Linked DNA regions of Mus musculus: all the other regions are linked to region 2. The links are chromatin contacts, called in public promoter capture Hi-C maps. All regions are on one chromosome and are shown on one strand. The core of a region is the stretch at or near the end of the contact, and the rest is flanking DNA. Distances in the headings are between cores, read along the strand shown. Region 1 holds the start of Klhl20 (kelch-like 20). Region 2 holds the start of Eef1aknmt (EEF1A lysine and N-terminal methyltransferase). Region 3 holds the start of Cenpl (centromere protein L).

Evidence for each region. Promoter capture Hi-C pulls out the DNA fragments that hold promoters and counts their contacts. Capture Hi-C pulls out chosen DNA fragments and counts their contacts.
Region 1: a promoter capture Hi-C map of adipose tissue shows a contact between it and region 2, with 2.1 times the contacts expected there. The contact joins the promoter of Klhl20 here to the promoter of Eef1aknmt in region 2. A contact is called at or near these places in 1 of 39 promoter capture datasets (the C10 cell line), 1 of 115 datasets of contacts at active chromatin or transcription factors (astrocytes) and 1 of 9 other capture datasets (adipose tissue).
Region 3: a contact with region 2 is called in a promoter capture Hi-C map of neural stem cells. The contact joins the promoter of Cenpl here to the promoter of Eef1aknmt in region 2. A contact is called at or near these places in 1 of 39 promoter capture datasets (neural stem cells), 1 of 115 datasets of contacts at active chromatin or transcription factors (astrocytes) and 1 of 9 other capture datasets (adipose tissue).

Annotation. Positions count from the first base shown.
Region 1 is chr1:161,129,982-161,134,608 of GRCm38.p6, reverse strand. It overlaps Klhl20 (kelch-like 20), which reads left to right and starts at 3,130. Exons shown (of 12, transcript NM_001039482.1): 1 at 3,130-3,246; 2 at 4,157-4,220. The coding sequence starts at 4,213.
Region 2 is chr1:162,546,958-162,551,482 of GRCm38.p6, reverse strand. Eef1aknmt (EEF1A lysine and N-terminal methyltransferase) reads left to right here and starts at 3,138. Exons shown (of 8, transcript NM_144877.1): 1 at 3,138-3,379. The coding sequence starts at 3,227.
Region 3 is chr1:161,068,275-161,073,129 of GRCm38.p6, reverse strand. Cenpl (centromere protein L) reads right to left here and starts at 2,363. Exons shown (of 5, transcript NM_001159930.2): 1 at 1,774-2,363. It overlaps Dars2 (aspartyl-tRNA synthetase 2 (mitochondrial)), which reads left to right and starts at 2,470. Exons shown (of 17, transcript NM_172644.4): 1 at 2,470-3,137; 2 at 3,951-4,050. The coding sequence starts at 3,014.

The DNA of each region.
Region 1 (4,627 bases), core at 1,881-4,380, 1.4 Mb after region 2:
CATCTCCCCATTCTCCAAGCCCTTTAAAAAATCAGTTATGGTTAAGGAGGTGTTTCTCTACACAAGAAATGCAACCATCTTTTTTATTCTATTTGTGCACTTTCTTTTTTTTTCTTTTTTTCCTCCTTTTTGGTTTTCAAGACAGGGTTTCTCTGTGTAGCCCTGGCTGTCCTGGAACTCACTCTGTAGACCAGGCTGGCCTCCAACTCAGAAATCCACCTGCCTCTGCCTCCCAAGTGCTGGGATTAAAGGCATGTACCACCACTGCCCGGCTTGTGTACTTTCATTATATATATTTCAAACACATTTAATGTTGTAGGGTATAATGACCCAACCCTTAGTATGTCAATTTGAGGCCTCTAAAGTTTCATTACAACCTGTTGTGTAACAGTTTCCTCCAGGTCTGAAACATCCTATCCTGTAGAGGAGCTCCTTGAGCAGGAAGACAAACAACTCAAATAGCTTAAGGAAGTCTCTGAAATTGACTAGATTCACTAGGGCTCTCACTGCCAGAGGAAGGGAAAAAAGCTCAGACTGAAGAACACAGAACTGCAAAGAAGACCCTTGGATGAGTCCAGCTGCCAAGGAGACTTAGACAAGCTAAGTTGCAAAGAAGACTCTCAGGAGAGAAAATCTTCAAAGAAGTGCTCCAAACCAGACCAGCTGCCTGGAAAAGGTTCAGATTAACTGAGGCATCTAGGAAAGGATACTCTCCAAACAGGTTGTGCAGTGTGTTCTAGGTTCCCAAATTTGTGAGCTGTCACTCATGCACTACACAATGGTGTAGATTTTGGTGGTGCAGCTGTCATTTCTGCTCCTGTGAGTAACCTTTACCCATATTCCTGAAAGTAATCCCAATAAAATTCATTGGTTCACCAAGTTGGACTTTGGGTGGTACCCATACTATGGTCTGTTATGAGTTCCCTATCTAGGGTAATTAGATAATGTGTGTTACATCTTCCCAGGAAAAGTTCTGTTACACAACACAACCTCAGAACTTCCGACAGGAGTTTGCTGGGGATTGAAACCAGGGCTCCACACATACAAGACGAACATTTTAAAAATTGAGTTATCTTCCCCCACCTCTACAAATAACTCTTGACTCAGAAAGTTGCAAGGAGTGAAATATCAACATATAGGTAAGAAAACTGAAGTTAGAATAAAGCATTTGCTTGAGATCATGAAGTTAGCACCAGGACAAAGATCTTCTGTTTCTCCATCATAGAAACCTATGTGTTGTGATAACAAAATAGCTACGACTATATACTTTATAAAGAAAAGAAGTTTGTTGATCTCATTCTGGTGACTGGAACGTCCAAACAACATCATGTTGAAGAACCACACCCCATCCTTTTAATACATTATAATAATCACAATGGCAAAAAAGGAGATGGCTACATGCATAAGGTACCAATTACTGGGGACAAAGAACACCAAGGAATATCTTAAGTGCTGCCAACCATATTTTCCCTGATCACTGAGACCAGATATGGATTCCCTGCTACATATTTTCTTAATGCAAATCCTGTACATCACTTTCAGATATACTGATATTGTAATTAAGCAACCACACAACTTGTGTTTTAATTTTATAATGTCTATTTCCTCAGAAATGAAGATTTGACAAAACCAAGAGTCTCATGGGTCTTGTTTACAACTAAGCCTTGGATTCTATGTCCTTTAAACATGACAAATAGGACACTATTTCTCATCAAATGTCTAAAAGTTAAGCTCATTGGCCCCCAGAGTATTGTTTATTGCCCCAGACTCACACATTATAAAACCAGTTCTAAGTATATTTTCAACTAGAAATTTAGGATCCCTAAGAGGACGCCTATGGGATTGTAGGAGTTCTATAATAATTGGAAATGCCAGTTTTTTCATATGTTTATTTTTATGTATACTTTGTTAATTGGCATAAATATGAAGAGCTGATTCACACTGAACTCCTCCCCTTTAAAAAGAAACAGAGTAGTTGAAGCACAAGCCAGCTTACAGTGGGTAGTAGGTTAAGAAGGAATCAATGGGTTAAGAATAGGAAATATTACTTTCACCCTGGCTTAAAAGCCCATTTTAGTTACTAGCATTCCTTAATGTTTTTATAACTCCCTTGCTATAGAACTGTATAGCTATAAAGAATTAAAATCATGACTCATATTTTGGAAGAATCTGAGTCACTTTGAAGATGACTTTTAGACAATCTACACAAAAGAAACCTGAGAGGTGCACATATAAGATGCCATTTCAATGGATCAGAAAAATGTACATCTAAACTATTTTATACCCATCAGATTGGCAAAAAATTAAAGTTGAAAGTACCAATAATATGGACCAACGAGAATCCTTGAACCTTTCTGGAGGAAGATATAATATAATTGTGGCCAGAATCTAGAACCATTGTACACGGCATCAAGTTGTGGCTCTAACCCTTACAGGCTATGCTCCGTAGATACCCTTACCCTTTTGTAAGTTACATAACGCTTTGGTACCGACTGGAATGGCACTATCTGAAACATAATGCTACCACCATTTGGAAAAATGGTAATAAATCCTTCAATAAGAGAGATACTAGAACTGATAAACTAATACACAATGTTATATGCTAAGTATTTGATAATAAATGGGGTATCCATAGCTGTTACTAGTACATATATTATTTACTTATATATCACTGGTACATATGAAGAAAAAACTTGGCCAAATGACAAAGTGTATCATAGAACTAGAATTAGAAGTTGAATTTAAAGACCAATCATTCCCACTACAAGTTTATTAATATGAGGTATATTTCCTATCAAAAACAACTGCACAGAGTCTATAGATGTCAAATAAAGTTCAGCTAAAGAAATTTTGGTTAATAATAGCCTTGTATAGTTTTCAATACATCAGCAACAGACTTTTAGTTATATACTCAAAAATGAAACCCTCACCTCATACATATTTTATTTGGTTGCTCTCTAAGTATATTGTAAAAGTCAGATCGACTAATGGTACCAGTCCTGGGAAACGCTCAGCGAAAGGCACAGCTACTTCCGGAGCCATGACGGAACTACTTGCCCGAACACGTGCAGTTCCGTGGGAAGGATTTAGCCATCGGACCGCTTCCTGTTTCTGGATCTGGGCGGGTGCAGGGAAAGGAAATCGCTGCAGGAGCCGCATCCTGCCTGCGCTAGCGGCTCCAGAGGTGGAGGCAGAGAGGGCGGAGAAGGCAGAGAGGGTGCCGCAGAGAGAAAAGTGTCAAAGCCAGTAAGTCAGAGCTCTAGAGCACGGGATGGAGAACAGAGCCCTAGGTCTCGCTTTGCAGATCTATGAGCTCAACTTGCCGAACTGCCCGGCGGGGTCAGGGCAGTGCTTTCTAGGCTGCCTGTCAGTCGTGCCTCTAAGGGACGGTAGGGTTCCTCGGTCGGGCCTTTCAGGGCTCCAGGCTGCGCTGCTGCTGGCTGCCCGAGGTGTCTTGAAGCCAGGGCAAGGCTGTGCAATGCTTGCTGGGGACGCAGGACTCCGCATCCTGGACAGCTTCACTTGGAATTCTAAGGGAGCGAGCACTCTGCCTCCCATTTTCTCTCTGGAAGCCAGCAAGATCCTGGCGGTGAACAATATTTCGGCGACTAAGACGAGAGCTTGGGAGAGTTGTAGTCTAGAACTACTTTCCCTGCCCTTGTTCAAGCTGCCCGGGCTGGGCTGGTCGGAAGTGGAGTTGTTTTTAAAGGCAACCGCCTCCGGCCTGCTTGTCACTTCAGAATAAGTTAACAACCTTCGGATTCAGTGCTAAAACAATGCTTTTCCTATCCGAGTCACTAAATTAGTACTGCTGCTGGTATCAAGTGATTACTCTGCAAATATACTTGATGGTGAAGTTAAAAAATCAAAAAACTCCCCAGGTGCTTCTTGAGCAGAAAACACCAACTAGCGATCATGACTATTTTGATCCTGACTGCTTTCCCAGTCACCCTCACATTCACATATAATCTGTCACCTTAGCATCTTTAGTTAGTGATAGTCCTCTTAAAGGCATTACATTATGATTGCGCATCTACGCAAAGATTACATTAGGATGTAAGATTCCTGATTACAGACGAAATGAGTGAAGTGATTATACAAGTTGCTGGAGAACTCGAACAGTTTTTAGTAAGCTACTACTTCTCTCTTGTTGAAGGTACGGCTTTAGAACACGGTGAAGGATACTTTTCATGGTGCAGGGAAGGAAAGCCAATGCGCAGGTAAGCCTTTTTAAGAATATGAAACATTGATTTCAGTGATTGAAATTAAGCTTCTACTAACAGTGCATCGTTTACGATTATTTATTCACAAACCTTAACAAATCCTGCTTGGAATTAATCGTTCTTGTTTCAAGTAAATCGAAACTAGTAATGTCAGAAAATAGCAACTTCGTTTATTTGGTTGTGTTGTTTTGTGTTGTCTAGGGATTTTTGGGTTTCTTTGCTCGTTTGTTTGCTTTGAAACAAGAACTATTATGCAGTCCTAGCTGTCTTGGAACGTGCTATGTAGACCAAACTGCCCTCAAAATCCGAGATCCACCTGCCAGTATCTCCCAAGTGCTGAATTAAAAGGTGTGCACCACCATACCCTACTACAGCTTTATATTTTATATGTAGGAGTTAGATTT
Region 2 (4,525 bases), core at 1,889-4,388:
CTGGACTGAATCTCTGAACCTGTAAACGAGCCCCAATTAAATGTTGTTCTTTATAAGACTTGCATTGGTCAAGGTATCTGTTCACAGCAGTAAAAACCTAACTAAGACATCATCAATCTACTGAGATCCACAACTAGACAATGTGCAGAGACAGAGATTTTGGACACTGAGGTAGTTCGAACAGGAATGGCTCTCCTAGACATGTGTGCACTTGGAGCAATTCTTGATCCAAGGGGAGTGCACTATTAGGAGGTGAGTCTTTGTTGGAGTAGATGAGGCCTTGTTGGAGGAAGTGTGCCACTTTGTGGGTGGGCTTTGAGGTCTCATATACCCTAGCTATGCCCAGTATGACACACAGTCTCCTTTTGTTGCCTTCAGATCAAGATGTAGAACTCTCTGTTACATCTCCAGCACCATGTCTGCCTGTATATTTCCATGTTTCCTGCCATGATGATAAAGGATGAAACCTGTAAACTGTAAGCCAGCCCCAATTAAATATTTCTCTTTATAAGAGTTGCTGTAGTCATGGTGTCTCTTCATAGAAAATCCTAACTAACACAGACACTGAGTCCTAAATAGGATGCCTTCATCAAACCCTTCCCCTCTGTGGTCAGGGAGCTAGGCAGAAGAGAAGACAGACAGAATCTAAGGGCAGACCCCTCTTAGATGGATGATTCTAAGGAACCAGTGTCTTCCAGACATAATACAACTGATGCACATGTGAGTGACCTCCCAGAGATGGTGGCAGCATGCACAGAGCCTGCACAGGTCCAAGCCACAGGGGAGCCAACCCTGAATGGGGAAGTGGGCACTGGCATTAGTACCTAACAAGAAGTTACTTGTATTTGATAGCAGCTTGCAAATGAAAAGTTAAATTTCATTTCACACTTAAGGTTAGGCCCCATGCCCAGCAATAGATGGCTAACACAAAACAGACTCAAGGGTATTTTTGTAGACTTTTTAGTCTCATATTGCTTAGTTTGGACATGTTAGCCTTACTGGTCTTTTGCCTGTATATTATGGTTTTTAATCTTGTGGGTTTTTTTTTTTTTTTTTGGTAGAAGTAATTTTTTTAAAGAATTTATTTATTGATTGTATGTATATGAGTACACTGTCGCTGTCTTCAGATACACCAGAAGAGGGCATCGGATCCCATTAGAGATGGTTGTGAGCCACCACGTGGTTGCTGGGAATTGAACTCAGGACCTCTGGAAGAGCAGTGAATGTTCTTAACCGCTCAGCCATCTCTCCAGCCCTAATCTTGTGTTTTGATGGGTAGTTTTTCTGTTTTTTTTCTTCATTCATTTATTTATTTTTTTAATTCTGTGTGTTTTGGGCTGGAGAGATGGCTCAGAGGTTAAAAGCACTGGGTGCTCTTCCAGAGGTTCTAAGTGTTCAATTGCCAACAACCACATGGTGGCTCATAACCATTTATAATGAGATCTGGTGCCCTCTTCTGGCATGTAGGCATACATGCAGGCAAAACACTAATATTTTATTGTTTATTATTATTAGTTGTAGTGGTAGGTTTTTTGTTTTTTTTTTTTGTTTGTTTGTTTGTTTTGTTTTTTGTTTTTTGACACATGGTTTTTCTGTGTAATAAGCCCTGGCTGTCCTGGACTCGCTTTGTAGACCAGACTGACCTCGAACTTAAGAGATCCACCTGCTTCTGTTTCCCAAGTGCTGGTATTAAAGGCATGGCACCACACCTGGCATAAATAAATAAGTCTTAAAAAAATACTGTGTGTTTTATTTAGAGAGAAAGGTCACGGAGTTGAGGAGGTGGGGAAGAGCTGAGACAAGTCGGGAAAGAAGAAACCACTACCAGATTATATCATATGAAACTTTTTAAAAATAAAAACAAGTCCAATAGACGATTCTGTAATGTTTGAAGATGACTTTAAAACTTATGTCTACTCTAACTGTTCCGTGTCTGTGCTAGCACTGTGTGTATAGGCTGTGAAAAAGAATCTCTGGAAAGGAGCTGTGTCCTCAAAGGCTCATTGATTTCAACGTCAATGATGTGAAGCCGTTGAAAGGTTGCATGCAGTTCCAGAGCCAAATTTTCCTAGAACATCTTCCGGTCCTTTAGTAGTTATTTAGTACTTGGCAACATCTTTTGTGACCCTTAGGTAAGACCTTTGGAAAGTATGAAGAGACCTCTAGGTTTTCTTGTGGTTGCAATCATCTTACAATATACTCACCAATGTATTTGTAAGTGTCCCGTTTTACTACTTTCTGTGTTGTTACTATAAAAGTTCATGCAATTGCTACCTCATGGGAACATGGTATTTGAGGAAGCTAAATCTGTGTTCCTGGGCTATGGCCAGTCATATCTGGGCTCCATCTCTTATTCCTTTAACGCGAGAGCTGTTTCTTTCATCGTCTCTTCAAAACAGCTCTTCACTAGGAACTTCCTTGGGATATTTTCATAAAACGATCATTTAAAAGGATGGTATTGTTCATCAGACACATAAACTATGTCTTTACAACTGTCATCAGAATGACAATTTAAGGACTCCAATGATAAAATGAGCATCTTCATAATGAATGGTTACTGTGTTTTGAGAGGCAGGGAAGGGAGGCACTTCGGTTAAGTCTCCTGATATTCACCGTTGTTACTGTATTAATAGCAGGGCTCTGTATTTTGGAGTAGAAAAAGCAGTCATTTTCCTCTGAATTGACCAAGAACGGTGGCAAAGTGATTCCGGGAAGAGGAGATGAGCTCACATTTTCCTGAGGAAGGGGTTTCTAGCTGAGACTCCTGCTCCTGCGCAGGTCAGCTCCCGTTGCCCCTCGCGCTCTCAGCTGGGGATAGAGCGCAGCTCACAGAGGCTGCGCGCGCAGCCCCGCCCGGTTCCACGAAGCAAGCCTCTTCTGCCCGGAGTCCCGCAGGAAGTCCCGCCCGCTCCGCCTGCCCAATCACGAGACCTCTTACCCGGATATGGTTTCTAGGTTCTGAGTGTAGCTGCGGGAGTGTGTGGCTGCTGCACGTGGGGCGCGGACCGAGGGTGAAGAAAAACAAGGGGGGCGGCAGCGGCGCGTGGCCAGCTCAGTGGTTCGTCCGCGCGTCTGCTGCACAGGGCCCGGTTCGGTTGGGTTTTGCGTGCAGAACAAATCTATGGTGCCTGTAGTGGCTAAGATTCCCGCCGCTGCTGCCTCCCGGTGCTTCCCGGGGTGATCTGTCACCAGGAGCAGTGTCGAAGACGCCGCTCACGGTGGGAACATGAATCTCCTACCTAAAAGCTCCAAGGAGTTTGGCTCTGCCGACTACTGGGAGAAGTTCTTCCAGCAGCGAGGGAAGACAGCTTTCGAGTGGTATGGGACCTATCTGGAGCTGTGCGAGGTGCTGCACAAATACATAAAGCCCAAGGAAAAGGTATGGCGTGCAGCCAGTCCCTTGTGGGGACTGAAGATAGCAATCCTAAGTTTAGGAGGCAGGAGGCAGGCAGGCGTGGGGACCCCACTCAGATCTATCATTTTAGGATTCTGCCCAGCATCTTGGCTAAGTGGCAACCTTAAAGATAGCCATTTAAAAGTAAAGATTTTCAGTTAAAACTTCATCCTTAACCCGTTTTGGAATAGTGGCTTCGTCAGTAGACTGAAAGGGTGTTGTGTCACTGTGCACACGTGTGGAATAGGTAGCGTCGTGGGACTTTATTGGTGTATATGTTTATTAAGTCACTGCCGAGTGCTCATCAAATTTCAGGCTTTGTGCCCAGCCCTCAAGCTACAGGAGCAGGAAGCCACAAACACAAGTTAAATTCCAAGTTAAATAGGTGTGGACGAGTTGGAGCTTCGGTAGGGAAGGAGACTTAAGGTCTGCTATGCTCGGGCCTTTTATCTCAACAAATTCAGGCGGGTAGTTGTGCACTTATTTTTTTCAAGTGACTGTTGGAGGCCATGCATGTAGTAGGTGGTCAAATAGAGATTTAAAAGCAGGTCTGTCTGGCTCCAGGGCATATCACTTCTCATGGAACTATGCTTTGCCCTCTAGAGACGGTGACAACAGAATTTTTGAAAGATGAATGGAGGAATGTGCCACAAAGAGAAACAACAATTCGTATTTTTAAGTTTGGCTTCAAGTAGTAAATAGCATGAGATAGACTCTGGGATGGGAGCAGGCTCCAAATCCTCACAAACTAGTTTGTTGTCTGAGGAAATAGGAAGTATGAGCAGTTAGAAACAGTTCTGTCACTCAGCCTATATTTTTAACGGTTTAAAAAAACAAAAACAAAAATGAGGATGCAACTGGTGTTTTGGATTTTGTAACTTCCTACAAACTTCAAGACAAAGATTTCCTTATTTTATTATGTAGATGTGTGTTTGCCTGCCTGAGTTTCTGTGCATCATGTGAGTACAGGAAGTTTGTGGAGGCCAGAAGAGGCTACCAAATTCTCTGGAAATGGAGTTATAGGCTGTGCTAAGAACTGAACTTGGGTCCTTTGCAAGAGCAATAGTTCTAACCTACTGAACCGTCCCTCAGGCTGCACACAAGTTTTGAATAGCGCACATCACACAGCCT
Region 3 (4,855 bases), core at 1,114-3,613, 1.5 Mb after region 2:
TGTAACCAGAACTTAACCTGCAGAGGAAATGCCTCCAGTAACTGTCAATGGATTTGATGGAACTGACAATGGAGTGGTTCCTGGAAAGCAAGATCTCTCTCTCTCTCTCTCTCTCTCTCTCTCTCTCTCTCTCTCTCTCTCTTACACACACACACACACACACACCTCAGGGGGCGTGGCTATTTCCTCCTCCACAGGAGTAGTGTGCCACAGGAGGGTGGTGACAACATTCTCTATGGAGGGTAAATCACCTGGAAGAGCCAGCTATCTATTTTAGGGGAGCAGTCATCTCTTGTCATTAATTCCTCCTGCTTTGGAACCTTCTTAGCTTTATCTGGATTCTCAAAACTCAAGTTAGACAGCCTGAGTTCAAATCCTGGAATCCGCACAGTAGGAGAGAACTGACCCCTGCACCTTGTCCTCTGACCACTGCACCCACACCGCACACACCACAGTACATGCACACACACAGAAGTATTAAAAAATAAAATCAAATAAAAAGCACCACAGACAGGGATGCAACATTTAAATAAGCATTTTTTCATTTTCCCACAGGCATAAAGTATTCCCATGATGTGAGCCTTGGCCACACTCCTGGTGAGCCTCCCACTAATGTGCACCTCAGTGGGTTTAGGTTAATGGCCCTCCCTGTCTTGTCCTTTCTCGTTGCTTTCAGGTGGTTTGGATTAAGAGTCCCACCTCCTGTCCTGCCTGCTTCCAGGACTTACAGAAGGACCTTCAGTGGGGGTCAGGAGGAACCAAGAACTGGGGCTGCTGCTACCAGGAGAAGTTCCTTCGGCTCTTATGCCTGTGGAGGTCCCAGGCCAACTTCTGGAAGACATCTTTATCTTTACAGACACCCTTGGCCTTCTCATCAGAGCAGTATTGGGTTTGGCAGGAGAGCTCCTAGTCTTTTTTATTATTTTTGACTTTACAAATTCTTCCTGTCCATAGCAGCCATGCAGGTCCCACTTATCCGAACCCCTCTGTTAAAAATCTTCCATCAACTGAACTTTCCTTCAGAAGGCAGCGTCTTCCCTCTGCCACCACCTCCTCCCGTTCTTCTCCCCACTTGTTTGCTATTTAGATAGGAGTCTTCATCAGTTCTGTTTATACAGAATCTTTCTTTAAAGTAGGCTAACTAGTACAATAACTGCTAAGTATACATTACTTTTCAGGCATGTTTGTAAGCACTTAACAAAGATTAAGCCTTTAACGAATATTCTTTTGTTTGGGGGTGTTTTGTTTATATCGAGTGACAGTCTCTCTGTGTAGCCCAGGTTGGCCTAGAACTCACGGCAATTCTCTTGCCTCAGCCTCCCTAGTCCTGGGACATATCTGGTACTACTGTTCACTCCTCAAACGACCCTATTAGTAAGTACGCTGCTATGTTGCCAGGTGACTGGAGGGAAAGGTTCTACGAATTTCTCAATTCTTCGCCTCCTTTGACTCTTATGCCCGTGGCAAAGGGTCCTATCAGCCTCTTTCTAGTATCCACGGAACTATATCTCTCATCAAATTCTCTTGTACTCAGTTCCTAACACACAACTAAAACTCAGTAGTTTTTCTTGTGGTTAGTCCATGAAGAAAGTCCCTGAGTTAGTCACTGCAATATTGCCACAAAAGTCAACCCACTGCTCCCATACTAACGCTCACGTTGACGTTAGCTTCCGTTTGTACACATCTTAAATACACAAAAGCATTGCAAAGACAACAGTCACACAACAGAAAGAAATGCAGTACACGGCCAGTCGAGGACCCAAAAGCTCTTACCAAAACTATGTCGTAAAGACACTGTCATCCACTCCGGATTCACGAATCATCCTTCAAGTTTTGCTCCAAGACTACGTCGAGACGAAAGGTTTTGGTTTTTTAAGAAGAAGAAAGTGGCCAAAATGACTGCTTAAGAGAGAACCGAAGCAATCCCCGGTGAGTTCAGAAGAGACATCAGGAGTCCTGGAGTGAACCTAGCTTCCCTCAGGCTCGAGCAAGACCTGCGACTTCCCCCGGGAGAGACAGCTCGGCTTCCCAAGCTGCCCGGCTCTATGATCCTCGCTCTTCGGAAGCTGGCGCCGGCCCACGAAAAACAGGGAGTCCCCAAAGACCCTTCTCCGGAGCTCTCCGGGGATCAAAGGTAGACTTGAAAGTTCCGCTCGTCTAGGCGCTTTTCCACACACGCCACGCCCTCCAGTTTAAAATCATTTCCCGACTTGCCCTGCGGCCGACTCGGAAAGCCTCGCCTGTGGCCCTCCGATTTCACGTAACTGAAAGCAACTGAAGTCGTCATTTTAACTGAGGGCAAGGCTTGGAAGGCTTCAATCAATAGCCTCAAATTCCCAATCCCCTATTGCGCCGCGTTGTTCTTCCGTTTTCCAACCGGTGCGAAACTTTCCCGCATACTGCCGCCCACAATAAACATGGCGGAGGCGCCCTCGTCCTGATTGGCCGGAATCCTTGCGTAACTTTGGCGCTCGCCGGGCGTCAGAGGGACTGGCTTGTGGATGTGGTTTGTGTCTGGGTTTGAACCTCAGAGCTGTTTGGATTTGTTCGTCTTCACCTTTCAGGAAAATCCAGGATGGGCCGCCAGGTTTGGGAAAGTTGAAACACGAGGCTGCACCTCCTTATATTTCTGCTTATGCCCTGGTCACCTTCGAGATACGTGGGAATAAAGGGAGGACGCGCGCCTGGTGGCCGGCCTTCCGGCTGGGGCGCTCTGGCACTGGCGCTGCTGTTGAGGCATCTTCGGGGCTCAGCCTTGTTTAATTAAAGTGGGAACTGATGCACTGAAGGAAGCAAAGGCTTTCCCCCTACCCACTCACCTAAGGTCTCTGGAGACCTTGCAGGTCAATCTACTTTGTAGATACTAGAACGTTCAGCGGAGCAGGGTCTGGATGCATTTGCGTGGGAACTAGAATTTTAAGGGTTCCCAGGTATTCCGAAAACCGAGTTTTGAGCACCACCACACCTGCAGCGTGGGATTCGTGATTGTCTCTCCGGATCCCGGGACTTCAACATGTATCTTGGTTTTTGGTTAAGTCGTCTATGCAGGGGTTTATCCAGACCCATCGGGAAGACCATGCGGCCAATCTGGGGTTCTCTTTCCAGAAATCTGGCGTTGAGTTCACAAAGAATTCCAGGTGAAGGCAGCTACGAGCTTCCGCCTGTTTTTGACAGCTTGTTTCCCTGATTCTAACTGCATTTTAATACCAGGTCATTCATTCTCTTGATTAGTTATAATTAAGGTCCCCCCCTTGATTATAAAAAAAAAGTAGATAGCCTGTGTAGTGTATACTATTAGTAGAAAAACTAAAGTAATAATTTAAATAAAATCTTTTCTAATAGTTTATTGATTTACAAATGATTGTTATAAACTATACTTGTACTAAAGTTAAATACTAACTGCACTGTCAAGCAGGTAATTTCTAAAATTATATGTCACTTACCAAAATGGACAGCTACCATTTTATGTCCCTTCAAGTGCTAGTTTATGTACAAGGTTTAGATTTTTAAACAGAAGGCAAAATTTTCCTTTGGGGCAGTTATTTGCTTGGGCCTTGACACTTGTGCAGGTAAACACAATAGGGATATTGTATAATCTAGGCTATTTTATAAACTACATCAGACCTACAAGATGGCTCAGTGGCTTCAGGCACTTCCTGCCAAGCCTGAGTACCAGAGTTGACTCCCAAAACTCACACTGTGAATGGAAGAAGAGAACAGAATCCAACAAGTTGTCCTCTGACTTCCACAGGGGCACCGTGGCATGTGAGCCCACATACCTGTGGGTACGCACACATAAACACACACACACACATCTAATTTAAAATTTTTACAACTTCACCCATTGACCTGAAAGAGCTGATACATCATGAATGGAGAGTATTTTTAAAGAAAACTACAAACATTCTTACTGATGCCTTTTAAAGTGCTTTTTCCTTCTCTTCTTAAAGAATTCAGTAGCTTTGTTGCTCGGACCAACACATGTGGAGAGTTGCGTTCGTCCCACTTAGGCCAAGAAGTCACTCTGTGTGGATGGATTCAGTACCGCAGGTAAACTGAAGAAAATGGTTCAGGAATACATGGAGGTCGTTTTCCCAAATAGTTCCAACCTTTGCTAGTTTTTATCCAGGCAGAGAATAATATTTGCCACTTTTGTAATTTCTCGGAAGTCACTGCCTTTTCCGTTCTGTTTTGTTTTGAAAAAGTCTAATAGTGTTATTCCCAGTAAGTACTAATATCGGTTAAAGGGAATAACGATAAAACGTGACCCACCGGAGGACTGAAATAATCCTGAGCAGAGTTTACAAAACTCATAAGCAGTAAGTGGGAATAGACTAGGATTCTGTGAGGCAGCTATGAAGCTGCAGAAGCATAGGAAAACAAGTTTACTTCATTCAAAATGTAAGTAAAAAAAAGCTTAAAACTGGGAGCAGTCATCCATTAGGCTCAAAGCCCATTCATTGCTGTGTTTCTTATTGCTCCTCTCTTCTGTTCTGAAGCATACTAGCATATTAACTCTCTAAAGAAGTTCAAAATGTGGGTTGATGTTTGTCACATGAAAGACGCTACCTTGGCTCTTAGAGTGTTCAGCATGCTGGATGCAAACATTAATTGTCTTGACAAGAATCATGTTCTTAAACTGCTTGTATATAACCGTCGACATTGTGCTGAGTGACAGTGTAGACTCTTACAGCTTTGCCATAGTAACGTTCTTGGAGCATTTTTTTTAAACTGTATTCTTTCCCTTAATGTCTGCAGTATCATCCTTGTAGAGTCACAAAGGAATGCCTCTTTGCTTTCCAAAAGGCCTAGAGAACGCACATTGGTGGTCGCTTCTCTTTCCCTTGGTATTTAT